Regions from separate parts of the Sus scrofa genome. Here region 1 is linked to region 2. Evidence: chromatin contacts called from public Hi-C data. All regions are on one chromosome and are shown on one strand. Each heading gives the region's core, a stretch centred on a gene start, on an enhancer-like site or on the middle of the called end of the contact. The rest is flanking DNA. Distances are from core to core; before and after follow the strand shown.

Region 1 (2,700 bases), core at 6-2,505, 1.0 Mb after region 2:
CGTTGCTGTGGCTCTGGCATAGGCCGGTGGCTACAGCTCCGATTCAACCCCTAGCCTGGGAACCTCCATATGCCACGGGAGCGGCCCAAGAAATAGCAACAACGACAAAAAGACAAAAAAAAAAAAAAAAAAAAAAAAAAAAAACTATGCTGATGTAATAATGACTACTTTTAGGGCTTTGGGAGGGTAACTGAGAGGGGTGTTTCAAAGAAGCTAGAAATGTTCCAGATCTTGATTTGACAATGGTTGCATAAGCGTGTACATATTAAAGATCTGTGCACTCTGCTGTATGTATTTTAAAATATTTTTAAAATTATGCTCCACAAGAATTATTAATCATTAATGATTTAAGATAATCCTCATAATATAAAATAAATGGATTAAAAACAAACCTGGCAAGGCAGAAAAACCAGACACAGTATGACCCCAATTCCTTTTAGAAAAGAACATATATACACAAGGAAAAAAATATGTATAGAAATTCTACAAAACGTTGACAGCAGTGAAACTACAAATTCTTTAAAATAAAGACTAAAAGGCAAAAGTTATTTTTAAAAATCATCACATCATAAATATTCAGATAACGCTCCTCCTCCCCCAAGAAAAGAAAATAGGGAAGGAAAAAGTTTTTTAAAAGAAAAAGAAAAGCTAGTGGAAACACCGAAGATCTCAATGTGCATTTACCAACTGGCGAGAAGAAACACAGGTATAACACCACTCTTTAATCTGGGAGCCCGGGAAACCGTTTTTAATCAGTTTAATTCGCTGCTTGACCCGGAGCAAGACACGCCCCCTCTGAAGCTCAGTTTCCCCATCCGTAAAATGAGGGGCTGCGCGGGATCGCGTCCAATGTGCCTTCCAAACCCTGCGACCAAGGCTGGACGTTCAAAGAGCTCACTGATAGGGAGAAGAGTCCACATCTCGTCGGTCTCTCAGCGGACCCCGCGCCTAAACCGGGACAGCTGGGCGCGCGGGACGCGGACAGCGCCCCCAACGCCCCTCCCCCAGCAGGGCTGCCCGCACTGGCTCCAGGCCCGTTATTCCCTCGCCTCGGGCTACTTCCTCGGCCGCGTGGCTCCAGCCCTGTCTCTCCGGGCTCACCTCTCCAGAGACCAGATCCTGCTCCTGCAGTCCCTCCGCGCGCAAAAGCGCCCCCGGGCACTGCCCGGCCCCTCCGGAGTTGCGGCGGCTCAAGCCCGAGGGGCACCGAGAACAATGGACGGGAGAGGCCTGCCCCCCACCGCGCTCATTGGCCACCGAGAACGGCCCCTGGAAACTCTCCTTTTCTACTGGCGGATCCGGGCCCAGCCGGGTGGCGGGAGGGAGACTGGGCCGAAGGCATTGTGGGAGATGTAGTCCACCTGGCAGACGCCCGACCCCGCCAAGGAACGGAGTTTGGGCTTGATAGCCTGCGCTGTGCGGGAGGGCCAGTGGCGGGACAAGCGGTTGACTGCAAGTCAGGCAACCTAGTGTGGACCAGAGCTGTGACCCGGGACAGGTCATTTCACTTCTTTAAGTCTTCCAGTTGTCTGCAAAAAAGGAAAGTTGGATGGAAGAGAACTGTGAACTGTGAACTGTGTGGCAAGTAGTATTGTAAGGCCCCTCGACGGCCGAAAGCAGTGCTTGAGCTGGAAAGGAATCTTCACCAGAGAAACCCCTTCTTGTGAGGCCGGCGCCCCTCCCCCAACTTGCAGATCTACTCTCGCACCTGGCTGTTGCACACCCCTTTGTTCCTGCGTCTGGAGGAAAGCCCTGTCTCGCCTCTTCTGCCGCGCACCTCCGATTCTTTCTTCATCTCCTTTTGTGTGGAACCTGCTTAGGCAGAGACACCGCCCGTGGCACACCTGCTCCATGTCTCCATTTTAGTACCTATCCCAGTGTTACTTATTGTTAATCTCAGCACTGGGAGGTGAGAATGGGAGATTAGCCTCTATTGTGATGTTCCCACGGTTGGCGCTCTTGAAGAATGGCTGCTCCATCACCATATGACAACAGGTGAGTAACTAACTGCCTGGAAACCCAAGGGGAAAATATAAGAATGAAGAGAAAGACAGTAATGGTTTGTGATAGAACAATCTGGTGTTTTTGTACAGAACAATTTTTGGGGGCACCCACAATCAAGTGACTGCATTTAATTTTCATTTAAATTTCACGTTCATGAAAATTTAATGTTCATTTCATGAGTGTTTGAGAAATGTTTCATGATTATTAGTGGGTTTTTTTTTTTTTTTTTTTTGTCTTTTTTCTATTTCTTTGGGCCGCTCCCTCGGCATATGGAGGTTCCCAGGCTAGGGGTTGAATCGGAGCTGTAGCCACCGGCCTACGCCAGAGCCACAGCAACGCAGGATCCGAGCCGCGTCTGCAACCTACACCACAGCTCACGGCAACGCCAGATCGTTAACCCACTGAGCAAGGGCAGGGACCGAACCCACAACCTCATTGTTCCTAGTCGGATTCGTTAACCACTGCGCCAGGACGGGAACTCCTATCTTCCAATTTTTTTAATGGAATATACTCATAAACGCTCTTAGTATATTAAGAAAATGGTTTTTTGTCACAAAAGTTGCTATTATTTTTCTCAGTTTACTGTTCCCTTTTTGCTGTTTTTTTACATGTCTATGCTCTCCAAATTGTCAGTCTTGTCTTTTCATAGCTTCTGAATTTTTTGTCACTCTTAGAAAGTTTTTTGCACTACTCCGA
Region 2 (2,818 bases), core at 145-2,644:
GTGAGTAAGGCTTCCTGTCGACCACCCAGTCTCCACCTGCACCTCTGGTGTTAACAACTCCTCTCTTAGATCATTCCTATCAATATTCAAATATGGCTAATTCTCATCCAGCTTATAAAAGAAATAAAACCACCTTAATGTCATCTGCTCCTCCAACACCAGTTGCTCCATAATGAAATCAAATTATTCCCTACACGTTATCTCTTTCCTCCTCTTTGCTGAAACTGCTGCTGTTGAGGTCACCAACACCTCTGATGTCTATTTTACATGTTCTCTCTGTGGCACTTCTCACTGTTGACCACTTAGCCCTGAAGTACCCTTTCTAGTTTACCATGTACTCCTATGTCTGGCCAGTGTCATTTGGTGCCTTCTCTTCTTTACTTTCCCTTAGGGTTCTGTCCTGGGCCCTCAGGCTCTGCACACTCTCTGAGTCTTTCTCTCATTCACTTCCATGACTTCAATTACCGTCCATTTCAGAGGGTTCCAAAATCCATCACCAGCCCAGATCTCTCAAGCTTCAGTTAGACATTCAGTCACCCTTAATATTTCTACTTAGTGTCCCACATATATCTCAAACTCATTATGTTCCAAACTGACCAATTCCCAAACCTGCTTCTCAGGCCCCAAACCTGGGCATCTTCCATGAATCTTCATCTTCATTCCCACCTCGTCATTCCCCAAACACCAATCATTCCAGCTCCTAAATATCCTCAAAATGATCAGCTCCCAATTCTCCATTCCCACTGCTACTACTCTGATTGAGGCCACTATCTTCCACTTAAATAGCGGATCTCCCTGCTTCTATTCCTCTATTGACCACACTGCAGCCAGTGATCTTTCTAAACACAACAAATTTGACTCCACCTATCCTTCGCTTCAAACAGTTCAATAACTGATCATGCCTCTGCCGACTTCAGTTGCCTCTCTTGCCACATTACACATCAGAATAGATTTCCTCTCTTTTTGCATTGTGGCATCCTCAGCGCCTAGCACAAGGTAGGTGCTCCATGGATACCAAAAGGCTAAGGCAGCACGAGGTTCTATATCCACTTGTGGGCCATAGGAAGCAGGGTGGGGCTCTGTCTGCACCTGCTGGTTGGCTGCAGCAGCGAGAATGCATGGCCCTGTGCACTCTGCCGCTCAGTCCAATCTTTTCTTCCCATGAGGTAACACAACCTCCCTATCCTCTGTGGGGGAGGGGGTGGGAGTGGTCACCAACTCGATCAGAGGCCAGCTCCCCATCTCTCCATCTCCTGAGCCCTTTTCTACGTGGAGAGGGCCCCCGTGCAGGTCCTGGGGTAACGAAGACTCCTACCCCCGCCGGCCGGAAGGTGTCGCCCTCGCGCCAGAGCAGAGGCGCAGACCAGCGGAGATATACCCACCCGCAGCGCACGCAGGCGCAGAGGGCTCTTCCGGCACCGGGCTGCCCTCGCCGCCCCCTCCTTGCCGGGGATGCTGAGCCTCCGCTGTGGGCTGAGGCAGTTCCCAGCAGGAGCTGGTACTCGAGCTGCCGCCAGCCTACCCTTGGGCGCCGAGATGCCCAAGAAAGCTGGCGCGACAAACAAGGCCAGTTGCAAGACCCATGGCAGCGGGAGGGTGGGGCGGCTGGAATGCTGGTTGGGGAGCGCGGGAGTGAAGAGGGATCCGTGGGTGGGTGGGAGCGCCGCCAGCTGCTTGTTGTCTCTGCGGTCCGGGGCTCCTGCCCCCCGCCTCACTCGGCCGCGCCCCGGTCCAGCGGGGGAGGTCAGCGCCCGGGCCGGCGGTGCGCGAGGCCCTCCCTGAGTTGCGTCTGCTGATCTGTCCGGCCTCTCCCTCTCTCTCAGGCCAGCGCTTCGTGTTTCGGCTGCTCCGGGCGGCCTCTGCTTCCCTGGGAGCTTGCATTCTGTCTATTCCCCTGGACTGGTTCTCGCACCTCTCAGTCCAGTATACACTACTCCCGCTTCCCTTCCGCCGTCTCTGAGGGGCTGACTCCAATAACTCTAAGACTGCCTCCTGCTGGGAGCTTCCCTGGTGTCCCAAAGGCCCGACTGCCTGCCCTTCTTTGCGTAGTGATGGCCTGTGCGTATCTCGTCGGCACTCTTAGCACGTGTGTTAAGTAGATTTATTCTTTCTCTCTGCAGTCCAAGCTCCTTGAGGGCAAGGACCATGTGTCCTTTTTTATCTTTATCTATCCTTTGCCTGCGTGCTGCCCTGGTGCTTAGTTTGTGTTTGTTGAATGGAAAGTTCATAGTACAGCTTCTGGCACATAGTAGTCCTTTAAATACCACTTCTTCCCCCCTCCATCCCCCGCAAACACACCGCTTCCAGCCATAGTTGCTCACAAACATGTATTAACTTATCCTGCTTGAAATACAAAGATTAGTAATAAATGGTATCTACTCCTGAGGAATAGGAAATACAAAGCAGACGGTAGGAACCAGCTCTAAGTCAGGTTTTCCAGGGCAGGAAAAAAAGCACTTTGTGGGGTTGATGGCAAGGCTTCATGGCAGAATTGATTTGAGCCATGAAGGATGTTGGAAGATCATTCTAGGGACCCGGAAATACCTGGACAGAACAGATTTGCCTAGTTTGTCCTGGTTAAGGATGAAAAGGAATTGTGGAATTATCAAATGTGTGGGAAAGTAAGGTTGTAGTGTGGTTGTTGTTGTCGTTTTAGGGTAAAAGCCAGAGCAAGGAACAAGAGAGACCGCTTCCTCCCTTAGGTCCTGTGACAGTTGATCCTAAAGGTTGTGTCACCATAGCCATCCATGCCAAACCTGGTTCCAAGCAAAATGCTGTGACAGGTATATCTGGACACTGGGGTGGGAGTCTTGTATGA

Evidence for each region. Hi-C and Micro-C count contacts between places; a contact is called where the count stands out from the background.
Region 1: a contact with region 2 is called in a Hi-C map of embryonic fibroblasts, with 2.5 times the contacts expected there. The contact joins the promoter of ZSCAN2 here to the promoter of C7H15orf40 in region 2. A contact is called at or near these places in 2 of 47 Hi-C or Micro-C datasets (embryonic fibroblasts and subcutaneous adipose tissue).

What each region holds. Positions count from the first base shown.
Region 1 is chr7:52,956,752-52,959,451 of Sscrofa11.1, forward strand. ZSCAN2 (zinc finger and SCAN domain-containing protein 2) reads right to left here and starts at 1,256. Exons shown (of 9, transcript XR_002345788.1): 1 at 1,102-1,256.
Region 2 is chr7:51,927,955-51,930,772 of Sscrofa11.1, forward strand. C7H15orf40 (UPF0235 protein C15orf40 homolog) reads left to right here and starts at 1,395. Exons shown (of 4, transcript XM_001929182.5): 1 at 1,395-1,566; 2 at 2,657-2,783. The coding sequence starts at 1,453.